3 separate regions of the Danio rerio genome follow, and regions 1 and 2 are each linked to region 3. Evidence: chromatin contacts called from public Hi-C data. All regions are on one chromosome and are shown on one strand. The core of a region is the stretch at or near the end of the contact, and the rest is flanking DNA. Distances in the headings are between cores, read along the strand shown.

What was found. Hi-C and Micro-C count contacts between places; a contact is called where the count stands out from the background.
Region 1: a contact with region 3 is called in a Hi-C map of hematopoietic stem cells, with 3 times the contacts expected there. The contact joins the promoter of pabpc1b here to the promoter of psmg2 in region 3. A contact is called at or near these places in 3 of 18 Hi-C or Micro-C datasets (caudal fin, hematopoietic stem cells and an unstated tissue) and 2 of 4 datasets of contacts at active chromatin or transcription factors (caudal fin and embryo).
Region 2: a contact with region 3 is called in a Hi-C map of hematopoietic stem cells, with 5 times the contacts expected there. The contact joins the promoter of znf706 here to the promoter of psmg2 in region 3. A contact is called at or near these places in 5 of 18 Hi-C or Micro-C datasets (caudal fin, embryo, hematopoietic stem cells and 1 more) and 3 of 4 datasets of contacts at active chromatin or transcription factors (caudal fin, embryo and gastrula embryo).

The regions. Positions count from the first base shown.
Region 1 is chr19:13,248,860-13,253,544 of GRCz12tu, forward strand. It overlaps pabpc1b (poly A binding protein, cytoplasmic 1 b), which reads right to left and starts at 1,339. Exons shown (of 15, transcript NM_200882.1): 1 at 686-1,339. The coding sequence starts at 878.
Region 2 is chr19:13,314,452-13,319,169 of GRCz12tu, forward strand. It overlaps znf706 (zinc finger protein 706), which reads right to left and starts at 3,106. Exons shown (of 3, transcript NM_205612.3): 1 at 2,920-3,106; 2 at 1,933-2,068. The coding sequence starts at 2,067.
Region 3 is chr19:13,452,063-13,456,505 of GRCz12tu, forward strand. psmg2 (proteasome (prosome, macropain) assembly chaperone 2) reads left to right here and starts at 2,713. Exons shown (of 7, transcript NM_213032.1): 1 at 2,713-2,852; 2 at 3,241-3,412. The coding sequence starts at 2,796.

The sequences.
Region 1 (4,685 bases), core at 89-2,588, 200 kb before region 3:
AAATTTAAGATTTTTTAAAGCCTAAAATTTTGTTTTTGAAAATTAAGACCCTGCAGACACTCTAATACCTCAAAATACTTTATTCTTACCAAATAAAAATGCTTGAAAACAAAAATCTAAAGAAATAAAAGTTCTTTTTAAACTAAATTATTAGTGTTAACCCCCAAGAACAAAAGCAAGACATTCATTGCATAGACACAGCTTACTCCCTGCACGTTGTATTTGAATAACAAGGACAACAAATGTATTAAATAACTTTGAATTGCATTTTAAATACGTCTGATCTTAATTTGAAAGGTTATATGAGAGATCTACACTTACAAGATCACCTGCAAAGAAACAAAAAGCATCATATGCTACAGAATCAATTGACCAATGTGAAGATCGTGCTGGTTCCCTCACAAATGTTTGACAGCTCACGGGAATGTATCTCTGCTGCACACTCTCCGCCCAACCCACGCCCTAAAACTGACAGGCGTGCAAGATCAGCTGTCATGCAACACACTATGCGGTATATGCATGCAATTCTCATCTTCAACCCATTCACAATCAATCAATGGACAACTCTTGAAATCGTGAAACCCAGACAGTCGTACTGCATTATGATTTATGTTCAAGCACACAACTGAAACTGTAGATGTACGCGTGTCATCGGAGTAAACGGCACGACACACATGACACTCACCGTCTGCAGGCTGCTGGAAGTTGACATAGGCATAACCGAGCGACCTGCGAGTGATCATATCCCTGCACACGCGGATGGAGAGGATGGCACCGGCCGGACTGAACTTCTCGTACAGCATGGCTTCAGTCACGTCCTGGTGCAGGTCCCCGACATAGAGGGAGGCCATGGGGTAACTAGGAGCGCTGGGGTTCATTTTCTCCTCAGTCGCAGTAGTGAACTCGCTAAATTTCGTGTACGTTATGTTTCAACCACGTCAGAATATAACGTTAGTTGTCTGTCAAGCTAATTTTAAAACGCCAATTGTTAAAACTTACATCCGTCGGGTAAAAGATGACTTCGCAGGAGGGGTTCAGGCGGTTGGTCGTTTAATATGACGAAAATTAAGGACAAATAAAATAAAACGCGCAGAAATATTAAACGAATCAAGCAAACCGCTAACGTTAGGCCTTCGCGAGCTCACAGAATGTCGTTATTTTTTTTTCTTTCTGGGCTGTTGCGATGTTTCAAGGCCTCCGGTTCCCACTTCACCGATTTATATTTATAAAAAAAAAGAAAAAAAGGATTTTTTGGAGTTTTTAAAAGTTTTTTAATTTTTTTGTATTTTTTTATTTTTTATATAATGTGTGCCGAGGCAAGCTCCGGAGCACACACGCACTCACACAGCACTAACAGCCGGGGGTTTCGGGAGAGAAGGGGCGGGCTGAGCCGTCACATATATACCCGCAGACACGTCATGCACCGTGCACGCGCATGTGAAAACCGCAGTCTCTCACCGGTTTGGATGGTGATTGGGTGAAAAGTGGTAGGGGTCGCGGATCTGGCCAATAAGCTTTAATACAATGAATAGTTGATTTATAGGACGATGTGAAGCTCATGGTTAAAGTAAGAGTTTGGTATTTAATTGTTATTTAACTGTGTATTCTTATTTATTTTTTATTTTACCATTATTTAACCAAGAAGTCTCATTGAGATTTAAAATCTCTTTTGCATAAGAGAAACCTGTCCAAGGCAACAGCCATGCAGTAAAACGATTTATAAATACCACATAACAACATTTCATCTGTCCTCTCAACAAAAACAATTACATGCTTCCAATACCGCTCTCTTTGTAATGTCTTTAAATTCCCATTTAATTTTGTTTTGTTTTAAGAAATAATTTTTTGCAAATTATTCCATGACAAAGGTGCACAATAAAAAAAATGCTGTTTTACCCAGCCCTGTACAAACTCGATGTGTATTAAAAAGCAAACACTTGGAAGAGCGTAGCTGGCAGTTCCCTGAGCTAAGATAAAGAAGTTCATTAATTATATAATCATTTTTTAAATAACTTGACGCTGTTAAATAATTTTGTCTTATGGTTGTGATTTTTTCGGGAATATACATATTTTTTTACACAACAATAGGCTATGTTTTGTTTGCTTTTCTAACTAATCAAATTTAAACATTAAATAATCAAATCAATATAATCAGTCAATATATCAATATAATAAATATGTTCTCCCTGTACATTAGAATGGGCTCGTTTAATAAATAAATAAATGTTTTTCTATGCTAAAAATTACCCTCAGACTTAGTGCACCCACATTTATGTTATAGAAAAATATTCAATATCAAATACAAAAAAATAGGAAAAATAAAGAAAAAATAGAAGAAATTTTGCAGTTTGTATTTATTTATTTTTTGTATTTTGCAATATTTTAATTGAATTTAATTATATTATCTTTCAGTTTCTAAATCTGTCTGGTGACTAAAATATTATTTTAATAAATATATCTGTTTACTAAATCTGTATTGTTTAAATGCACCAAAATACATTGCCTATATTCACTGAGTATTGGATAAAAATATTCATTTTCAAAATGTACTCAATTATGCTGAGCACTGTATATGGATATATCTATATAAAAACGTATCATGTTCAAAAATGGCATTAAATGTATTCAGATCAATTACATTTCAATACATTTTATGCTATTTGGATTTTTTAATTAATTTTTTACATGAATTTGAAACATAAACTATGATAATCGGTTGCTTTGTATTACTCAATTGTAAGTGCCCAAAATAAAATAAAGCTTAGCTTATCTCTAGGAATAGTGGGCATTTGTGTAGTGATAATTAACCTAATTACTTTAATCAGAAATAATATTTGCTGGGTTTCCATAGTCCTTAATCGGTGTTGCCTTTTTAGTTGCTTACTTTCATCATAGTTCAAAAGTGAGCAATATTCAATAACTGGCTCGATTAAAGTGTTAACTCACCCCCTTTGAAATCTCTCTGATGACATCCCAAACCTATAAGACTTTTACTCATCATCAAAACACAAAGTATTTTTTAGTCAAATGTGAGAGATTTATGTTTCTCAAAAGTATGTTCATCAATATTCTGATGCATAATTTATTATTTTTTTCTACATATTGAATGTCTTTATTAAGTCTTCTAAAGAGGCAATCACTTCATACCTGATGAAACACAAACTAAACACTTCAAAAACATTACAATACATCAACTGTTAACCATTAAAAAGTGCACATTTAAATTGTTTCTAGTGTGTTTTGGGACATATGCCAGTAGGATTTTGTAGTTTTAACTCGCCACCATTAGAAGGCAGCAAATTATCCGTATAGGGACCATAACAGTTACCACTGAAGGAAATGCAATTCCCATTTTAATCATTCAAACACTTTCTAACTCTACGAGGGCTTCCAGTTACGATGACGAACAGATTTAATTTGGGCTTCTGTTCACATAAACATTGATCAGCTAGGCTAGCAATGTTCGCAGAAACCATTTAATCGGGGAAGGTGAGGCATGTTTGCTTAACACACACAATCTTCTTATGGGTTTGCAATGACAAGTGTGAGAACATTATTTTTTTTTTAAGGGCGAGTAAGCAATGGCAGAATATTCATTTTTAGTGTAAACTAGCATGTAGACGTCAGTGCTGAAGATCCCCAACAGGGGGAGTCACACACCTTGAATGAGTCTGTGTCCTTAAAGGGATAGTACACCCAAACAAGTTAATTCTGTGCATGCACGTTTTGAAAACATCTTTTTTTTTTTTTTTTTTTTTTTTGATTTGTTTCTTGCAAATTAAAAAAAAAAATGAAAGAATGTTGAAAATCAATAGAGGAGAGCGGGGACGAAAGCTGTTATTTTGTATCAATGTAGAACAGTTTCAATGTAATTTCACTTTAATCAAATGTTACACATTGTTACTTTTGACTCGTCAGCAGGAAGGAAAGTAGCTCACACCTGGGTCAAAAGTAACACAACAATACAAGCTAGGTTTACAGGATAAATCTTGTTTATTTTAAATAAATTTGACCTTGTTAATGTTAACTGCAAACATATTTTGTCCTTGTTTTGGAGAAAAGAGCCGCAACATAAATTTCCTTTTTGCACTTAAACTGTTGAACACGGTCCAGAAATCAGGTGATTTTGGGAACTCCATCAAGGGTTGCATGCTGCGACCCATACACTCATACACATACAGTTGAGGTCAGAATTATTAGCCCCACCAGACCCCAATCATCATTTTCCCAAATGATGTTTTTTCACATTTCTAAACATGATAGTTTTAATAACTCATTTCTAATAACTGATTTATTTTATCTTTGCCATGATGACAGTAAATAATATTTGACTAGATATTTTTCAAGACACTTCTATACAGCTTAAAGTGACATTTAAAGGCTTAACTAGGTTAATTAGGTTAACTAGGCAGGTTAGGGTAATTAGGCAAGTTATTGTATAACGATGGTTTGTTCTGTAGACTATTGAAAAAAAATAGAGCTTAAAGGGGCTAATAATTTTGTACTTAAAATAGTGTTTAAAAAATATAAACTGCTTTTATTCTAGCCAAAATAAAACAAATAAGACTTTCTCTAGAAGAAAAAAATATTATCAGACATACTATGAAAATGTCCTTGCTCTGCTAAACATAATTTGGGAAATATTTAAAATAGAAGAAAAAAAAAAATCGAAGGGGGCTAATAAT
Region 2 (4,718 bases), core at 1,856-4,355, 140 kb before region 3:
CAACAGCACGTGCTCTTTCACGCTTTTAAAAATATATGAATGATTCGAACGTACATCAATGAATAATGTGCATCCCGTGTTGCAAAAGTTACATTACAGTACATGCTTTTAGTCATTTTCACGTGGAACTGAGCTTTGCAGAGCAACAAATGTGTACAACTGGAAAAGGGGCGGTATATGACGAAATAATCGTTTATCTCGGTTAATGGTTTTTCATAATCGTTAGAAATCGAAATCCAAACCTGATTTTCGATTAATTGCACAGCCCTAGTAAAAGAAACCATTTTTAAATTATTTTAAAATGTTGCCGACAAATGAGTGAAACCTAGTGGTCTGCAGTATAGTAAGACAATAAATACAGTTAAAGTCAGAATTATTAGCCCCCATTTAATTTTTTTCATTCTTTAGCAAAATATTATTTACTGTCATCATGGCAAAGATAAAGTAAATCAGTGATTAGAAATTAGTTATTAAAACTAGTATTATTAGAAATGTGTGAAAAAAATCTCCCTGTTAAACAGACATTGGGCAAAAAAACAACAACGAACAATTCAGGGGGGCTAATAATTTTGACTTTAACTCTATAAAAATTACTGTATTTATTTATAGTATACTAATGATCAATTGTAATTAGTATACTATACTAATTAGTATATGTCACCAAACAATTAATGTTTGAAATATGCCTGCCAAGATGTTTTGTTATATAAAAATAATTACACTTTAATTATATTTAAGTGGGAGTCTTATGTAAATCATTGTTAAAGAAAAAAAATAAATAAAATATATTATTATTAAATATATATATATATATATATATATATATATATATATATATATATATATATATATATATATATATATATATATATATATATATATATATACACTCACACAACTCCTCTGTCTGGTTCTCAAATCTGATTGGCTGATAGCCGTGTGATATTCTGCAATATCAGAACTCCTACAGCCTCTTTACCCTTTGTGTATTACTCCGCCCACATACAGCCAGGAAAAAGCAGACACTACAGATCTAAAGTTTAAAAGATGTACGCTCAACGGTTTAACTGTCAGCTTATGATTTGAATCCGGAAGAAAGTAGTTCCTCATACAAAAGGGTTTTTGAGACTCTCCATGTTTGATTTTATTTTTATATACACAATTATGCCGTCAAACTGTTGTATAAACCCAATATCACAATTGTAGCAGTGCGATATGGCTGTATATCGGCACTGGTGGGGGCACTAAGGCACTCGCCTGCGGCTTCGTGCCAACGCACGCCTCCCACCAGTGCCGATAAAAAGCCATATCGCACTGCTACTCGTGTGATATTGCTCGTATATATATATATATATATTATATATATATATTATATATATATATATTTTTTTTTTAATCTTAAAAAAATTAAACATGATACTTTCTAATGTACAGGTAAAAAAAATCATACATTCATACATTTACATTTTTATCACTATTAAGCTTGTAATCACCGTTTTTCATGTGACCAACGTGTCACACCATCCAAAAAGTGTATGAAGGCAAAATGGATTGTGACTGCGAACACAATTTTACTGTAACATAAAGCTGTTAAATGCTTATGCATGACTCTAAGTTACTGTAATTGGTGGAAGGTGTGCCGACAAGCCTGATTTGTTACCATCACTGAATAACTTTCATTGTCAGAAACAAGTTCTAGCACGAGAACAAAGTTTCCCAACATTCATCTCACACACACCCTTACCAAAAATCAGCATTATCTCCTCGACATATACAGTGCTAACATGGGTTCTTCCTTTTAGTTTTGATAAATAAATGTCTATAAAGCATTTACTCCAATAAGCTTAAAAAAGTTGGCACCAAAACACAGTTGTAAGGAACCTCCTGGATGATACGTTGTGGTAAAAATAACCAGCTATAATTGCCACTGACCCTGCAGACAGCACATGTGAACACCAGTGCCGCTTTCGCTGCGGTCTTCTGGTCGTGGCCTTTGGATTTCTTGATCTCCGCCTGCTTCTTGGCGTTTTTCTGCTGAGACTGGATTTTTTGATGTCCACGAGCCATTCTGTTGGATTGATGACAAACTGACGTCAACAACACACATGAGTCACAAGTCAGTGGATTTACATACCCTGCTGTACAGAACAAACAAGCAACAACTGATAAACAACATCAATTTATCTGTGTTTGTGCGCATGCTATCTTGCAGCAACCCAAATTCCACATCATTTATAGTGCTAATAAAAATATTGTTTGATAAAGGTCCACCAGCATGGCATGCAGCATTTACAGTATATACTATTTTACTAACACACACACACGCACAGTGTACATTATGTTTTGCTTTGGCTTGGTTTAAAATAATAACACAGGCAGACAGCTGATGTTGTTGCTTTATATAGTGATAACCGAATACAGTGAATAAAAGACTCGGTGAGATTTATAATCATGTAATAAAATGAAATAAACAATTAACAGGCATTATATTATTTAACATTTTAAAAATTGTGAATTGTATGATGAATTTGTCGAGCCTTACCTTTCAATATTAGCTTTTTTGGGCTAACTTAGCTGTCAATGCTGGATAGCCCATTAGCTTCTCTGTTAGCACTATTGCAAACTACACATCGATATACTTCGATAATTTAGAATTTAAAACAACGCACAGAGGCTTATAAACCATGTCTGATATAAATCATCGGATACATAAAGAGTTCCTGTAGGGTAGTGCGCGAAGATACTGAGATTAACGTTAGTTAAGACCATATGGTTAGCCAGCTAACGTTAGCATGCTAAACACTAACAAAACCAGCAGGTCCTTAGACGCGCGAATTTACACTTAAACCACTTTGATATGTGTTATTATCGCACGACTATCTGTTATTTTATATTATCACCTAAATATTATGGTCATACCTGGCGAACAGATGAGATCCGTAAGCAGCTACGAGCTTGTAATATGTAGTCCCGCACGCTTGTGACAGCTGTGCTCTTCCCAGATCGATTCACATGTAGTTCCTGCGATGACCACATCAACACCGAGCGCTAGAGAGCGACATGCGCTCTGCACAAGTACAAAGCATAACCTACTTGCCTAACATATCTATGCTTGCTGAAAAGGGACTTTACTGTAAGCCTAGTTTATTTTGTTAACAGATGGAATAATCTATCCAACCTTAGGGATATCACGGAAAAGATTGGCGAGGAATAAAAAAGCGTAAGCGACACATACTTTTAAGCATACATATTACAATCTCGTTCTAGCTTTCAATTATTTTTTAGCACATTTCAAGGCATGTTAACAACAAACTTTATCAAGTTAAACTGAAGAAAAAAAAAATAAGGAAATAGGAAACAAGCCAAAATAGTTTGATCCACCAACATTCCCTTGTGGTTTACTGTTACTTTCCCGTTTGACCATTTTTGTGGAACCAAATTAGAAGTAAATGTTTCCTGTTGGTTCTTTTGGGCAGCACAATTACTGTTACATTTGTTGTTCATTTGCTTTATCATTGCTTATTCTTTATAGAAATGCTGCTTCAATGTTGCTATGAGTGTCTACTGCTGCTCATTCTCCAACGGGCACTTAGTAGTGAAAACAATCATGGCCGCCATATTGAAATGCAGTTCCAAACTGAAGTGCTGAAAACTGGCCACTTTAAAGGGCCCTCCAAAATGAAGGATTTTGAAGGGTATTTAAACTGATGGACACTTAAGGCTCGTCTCTATGCCCTAATCCGTTCAAAACTGTCACTTCAAAGTTGGGATCACCAAACATGGACCCGGAGGGTCAGTGTCCAACTTGCCTCAACACACCTGCCTGGATGTTTCAAGTATGCATAGCGTATGTCTTAATCGGGTCTCTAACTCTATAGGTCGTCGATAAAATTCAGCCTCTAGTAAGGACAGTGATAAGCTTGGTTTGCAACACACTTGGAAACTAAATGTGACATAAAAACATACTCGTTGTACATCATCAAAACTGGAATTTAAAACCAATAGCAGAAGTAATATTAATCATAAATTATTTTAGAAAGTTTTTAAAAGTACATTATAGCTAAATTATTTGCTTGTTTCATTTACCAGCAATTAAACATTAAATATTATACATTTCTGTTAAGGCATCACTGTGGTGCAGTGGGTAGCATCACAACAAGAAGGTCGCTGGTTCGAGCCTTGGCTTGGCCAGTTGGCATCTCTATGTTCTTCTCATGATAGTGTGGGTTTCCTTTGTGCTCCAGTTTCCAGTTTTTAGATAAGTCAGACCGGATAAGACTAAGCCGAAAAGAAAATGAATGAATGAATGAACATTTCTGTTAAATAGTTTTTGTCTTAAATAATAATTAATACAAATTCTTTGTAGACAAACGTCTCTTGTTTGTGATTATGTTTGATGATTTGATTGATTCATGTTTTACGCTTCCCACATTGTCAACTACATTGCTACAACTTGTACAGTCTGCAACTCTTAGCTTGTTCAGGTGTGATTGGTTTGGGTTGAAGCTAAAATCTGCATGACACCGGCCTTCTAGGACTGTGTGGGTTGACCAGGGGTGGACTGGGACCAAAATTCAGCTCTGGCACTGTAGCCACACCAGCCCACATTACCACACCGACACAGCCCCACTCACGGGCATGCACAATCACTACTTATATTGGTGTGCAAATGTTGAAATAATATAAGCAGTACCATATTTAATAGATATTTAAACATT
Region 3 (4,443 bases), core at 1,463-3,962:
GAGGAACTATGTCTCTTGGTTGACCTGGGAACGCCTCGGGATCCCCCCGGAAGAGCTGGAAGAAGTGTCTAGGGAGAGGGAAGTCTGAGGTTTTCTCCTAAGACTGCTGCCCTTGCAACACGGCCCCAGATAAGCGGATGAAAATAATAATGATGATGATTACAGAGACATGGTAATATGAGGCTGTCAATCAAATTGGTGAGTGGGGAAACTGCACTGCTACGTCACGTTGCGGTGGACCTCAAAATGAAAAGGATTTGGATCCGATTTTAACGTTAGGAAATAAAAAAAGAGACTTATTGTCTTTATATCACCCCAATATGACTGTGGACACATTAAACGCACACAAAGTTCTGTCCAAACAGCTTACAAAAGAGGATTTTCATCATAGGTGCCCTTTAAGCTTTTGGATGAACAAAACTTCTCTTATTTTATAATACTTTTTGTGCCATTATTTGTGGTCAAAAAAGCATCAATGTTTGGATGTCAAATGAACGTCAAGATTTTGACATCAAATCGATTTGCATTTTTTATGTTGTTTTTTGACATCAAGGTGGCTGCATGGTTACTGTAGTATATACACATGAACATATTCAATACTGAATCCACAGATTGGCTCCTGTTAGTATTAAAAGTGCATTCAAAGAATAAGATGTTGTAAGTGTTGGTGAAGTGTTGACGTTGTTAGTGTTTTGCCTAGTAGCTATTATATTTTACAAGTGCACTAAATACTTTATGAAAGCCTGAAACTGATGACAGAAATGATTTCTTATTGATATCTGTGAAACACCATATTTCTGAATAATCCTGGAAAAAATACACATCGCCGTATCTTTATTGCGTTTGATTACCATATTCACCCTGATTTATCTCAAGTTTACTGAAATGGAGTTTTCACACATTTGTTTTAGAATAATTATCTATAATACCTTGCTCCTGTCACCTAAGAAGTGGAAGCCGAAGTGACAATCCACACAGGCTTCCTAAATGGACAGAAGATTGGAAAAAAGTTCAGTAATTGAACTATTCAACATTAAAGCGTTAATTTTAAGTTCTGTCATCATTCATTCACCCTTCAGTTTGACCAAACCTATTTGGGTTTCTTTCTTTGGTTGAACACAATGGATTGTGAACCTCTCAACCATGGTAGTTGTTTTTTCTACAAATAAAGTCAACAGGTTACAGGTTTTCGGATTTCTTTAAAATATATTCATTAGTGTTCAGCAGACGAAAGAAAATCATTAAGGTTTTGAACTACTTGGGGTGAGTACATTTATATTTTCTTGTGTGAACAACATGTGTTTTAAAGATATTTCAAGATTGCATTAGGGCACAGAAAAAGCTCATTTGTAACTGATGAAGAGAAATGAAGAATGAGTTTACTGAATTATTAATACAACAAAGACTAAAGTATTATTTTACTTTCCATCATCCATTTTCTGTACCTGAATACTGTTTGACTCTCTGGTTTTTGCTTTGCTTTATTGTCTTTATTTGCTTTCAATTTGTTTATTTTTTATACAATGTTCACACCCCCAAAAAAAAAAATCTGAATGATTTCCTTCAAAATAGAGCTATTCAATCCATCTGGTGAAATTATATTCATATCACAATATATATTGTATAAAAACAAAATATCGCAATGTCAGATTTTTCTAATATCATGCAGCCCTACAAGGATCCATCTTGTCTTGTTAATATCAATTGTTCAGGCTGCTGGTCTTGTTTTTTATATTTTATTTTTACATTCTTGGGTCCCAACTAAGGCATAATTTAAGCCTACTTCTGTTGCTCACAAGTAATTTTTTTTTCAATTTATTACCACAGTGTTCCCATTGTTTGATAGCTTACTTACAAAGCTCAAATCATCTCAGTCTGTGTTTCTTGAACATGACAGTGATTATTTTATCCTCAAACGGCCTCCACAGTCACCAGTTTCTAATCCAATAGAGCTGCATTTGGCTGTACTGGAACGACAGATTAATATATAGATGAACAACTGACAAAGCTGCAGTAAATGAGAGAGAGAGTATCATGTCCATTTTGAGCAAAATGCTAAATTTCCAATTCCTTGTCGAATATGAAGGAAAAAAAGCGGCTCTGAACGCAAGAGGTGCAACTCTCACAAGCAAGAGGCCGGTGAGATTTTTAGCGTCTAGCGCCATCTTTTGATCATCCATGTAAACAACCGATAAACTACAGTAAGTTGTACGTTTTAAAATATAATTTTAGTATAGCTGTATTATTTAGACTAATGATATCGAGTTGAAAATAAAATCAAAAGTAAAGTCTTTCACATCAGATTCACTTATTGAAACAATGTTTACATTAATTTATCAATTTACATTTAACAATTATATATATATATATATATATATATATATATATATATATATATATATATATATATATCAACACTATCATCGCAATTAATATAATCAAAGAGCATAGACGTTTTGTTATAATTAGTTTAAAGACTTTTATTTTGACATGTTAAAATGTTTTTTTTTATCGCAAAGATTATTATAACGGCAAAATTAAGATATATTAACGTCAGATCAAGAGTAAGATATCTTTAAATGTGCCCTTTTTTCTTCCAAAAAATATTTAACTTACACGTCGCAAATAATTCCTTTAGGTTTTTTTTTACTCAGGCATCAGGGCGTCCTGAGAGAATGACGCAGTATTGTTAGGTCCTTTTTTCACAGCGCAGGAAATTGAAAGTAAAAATCAGTACTGGTCCACTTAAACTCGTACACATTTCACTGCGAAATCAGTTATAAACAGTTTTTAAAATGTTCATTTCATCGGGGGATGCCGTTCCTTCTTTTAAAGGCTTTACTTTGATACTGGTAAGTATTTGAGCTTCATCATCATGACACATGCGGGTTTCTGTAAGCTGCAGTTATCAAACACTGAGCATTTAGGTACAGTTGGTTTTATACTCGCACAACAGTTCTGTGACAACTTGTGACACGGTCCTGGTATTGTTTACCATGCTACTTTCAAAATTTGGTCAGGAATGCATGCACGTATGACTTTAAAACAACAACAGCACTGTTTGATTAACAATGTTTAATAGTATTTGGCTACTAACGTTATTAATATGATTTCCCTATTTATATTTTGCAAAAAAAAAAAAAAAAACTTTTCTGAAAATATAATGCTAAGGAAAAAGTCTCAATGTGAGACCCCAATACACGGAGCTCCATATGACAGTTATTCCTCATATTCTCACAGCCTGCAGTATCTGTTGGAAATGTGGGCCAGCTCGCCGTGGATCTGCTCATCTCAACGCTAAATATGCCCAGAGTGGGATATTTCCACACAGACTGTCTCATTCCTATGGCTGGAAACAACCCATACGCTTCATCCACTGAAGATGCTGCTCAGCTCAGCACCAGCGCAGAAGGTAATGGATGGCTATTAGACCTTTACAGTACACATGAAATCAAAACTAACCATATTGATTTTGTTAGCTCACACTGCTAGTTTTGTGGTGAACAATACATCTGCGCATGTCATTAAGAAAAAATGTTTGCCCTTAGCTTTAATTAAAAGCTAAAAAAATGCCCTTCCTGTTTGCTTCCAGTTAAATTCTCAGATTACATCTGTCTGAGGTATTGGGTGGGGCTAACATGCTTAACCACGCCCCTCCAACTGTCAGTTTTGACCATACTATGACAACAAACAGAAAAGTTGATTTGGCTGAGTATTACAGGGTGTTCACGGAGTCTTAAAAAGTATTAAAAGTTGATAAATCAATGTAGAGAAATTTAAGGCACTTAAAAAGTCTTAAATGCTTTTAGGTATTAAATTTGATTGAATTTTTGATTATGCGATGTGTGGTTGTATGCTAAAGTTTGCCTGAAGTAAATCTGCAAATATCAGGATGCTGTTTAGTTTATTAAATCAATTAAATCTTGCTAGATTTGACGTCACTCTGCTTTGTTTACTGCAGTAACCAAGACAACACCGTTATTTCTGCAGTTCTTTAGGTGCCAACCTGCTAAATCACTAGATTTAATAGATTTTTATTCAGGATATGAATAATGTTTTAGTCTGGATTAGTTTCTTACATTAATATTTAGGATACATTAATATTTCGTTTATATAATGTAAGTTAAAATCTCGCTAGTGTTTCCGGTTAAAACCTATAATGATAAAAATGTTATAAAATATATGGAAAGTCTTAAAAAGGTCTTAAAAGCCATTGAATTTCAATCCCTGATTCCTGTATATACTCTGTTTTAGGTTATAATATCTCTCCGGAAACTTTTTTCTCAATCATTCTATATGAAATGCCTACTTTACTACATCCATTCAGATCGCAGTATAAAAAAACAAGCCACGCCTACTGTTTTCTCATTTACTATTTTATTTCTCTAGGAGCTGTGTCATAATACAAAAAAAAAATGTTCGTAGCTTCCAGTTCTTGCAAAC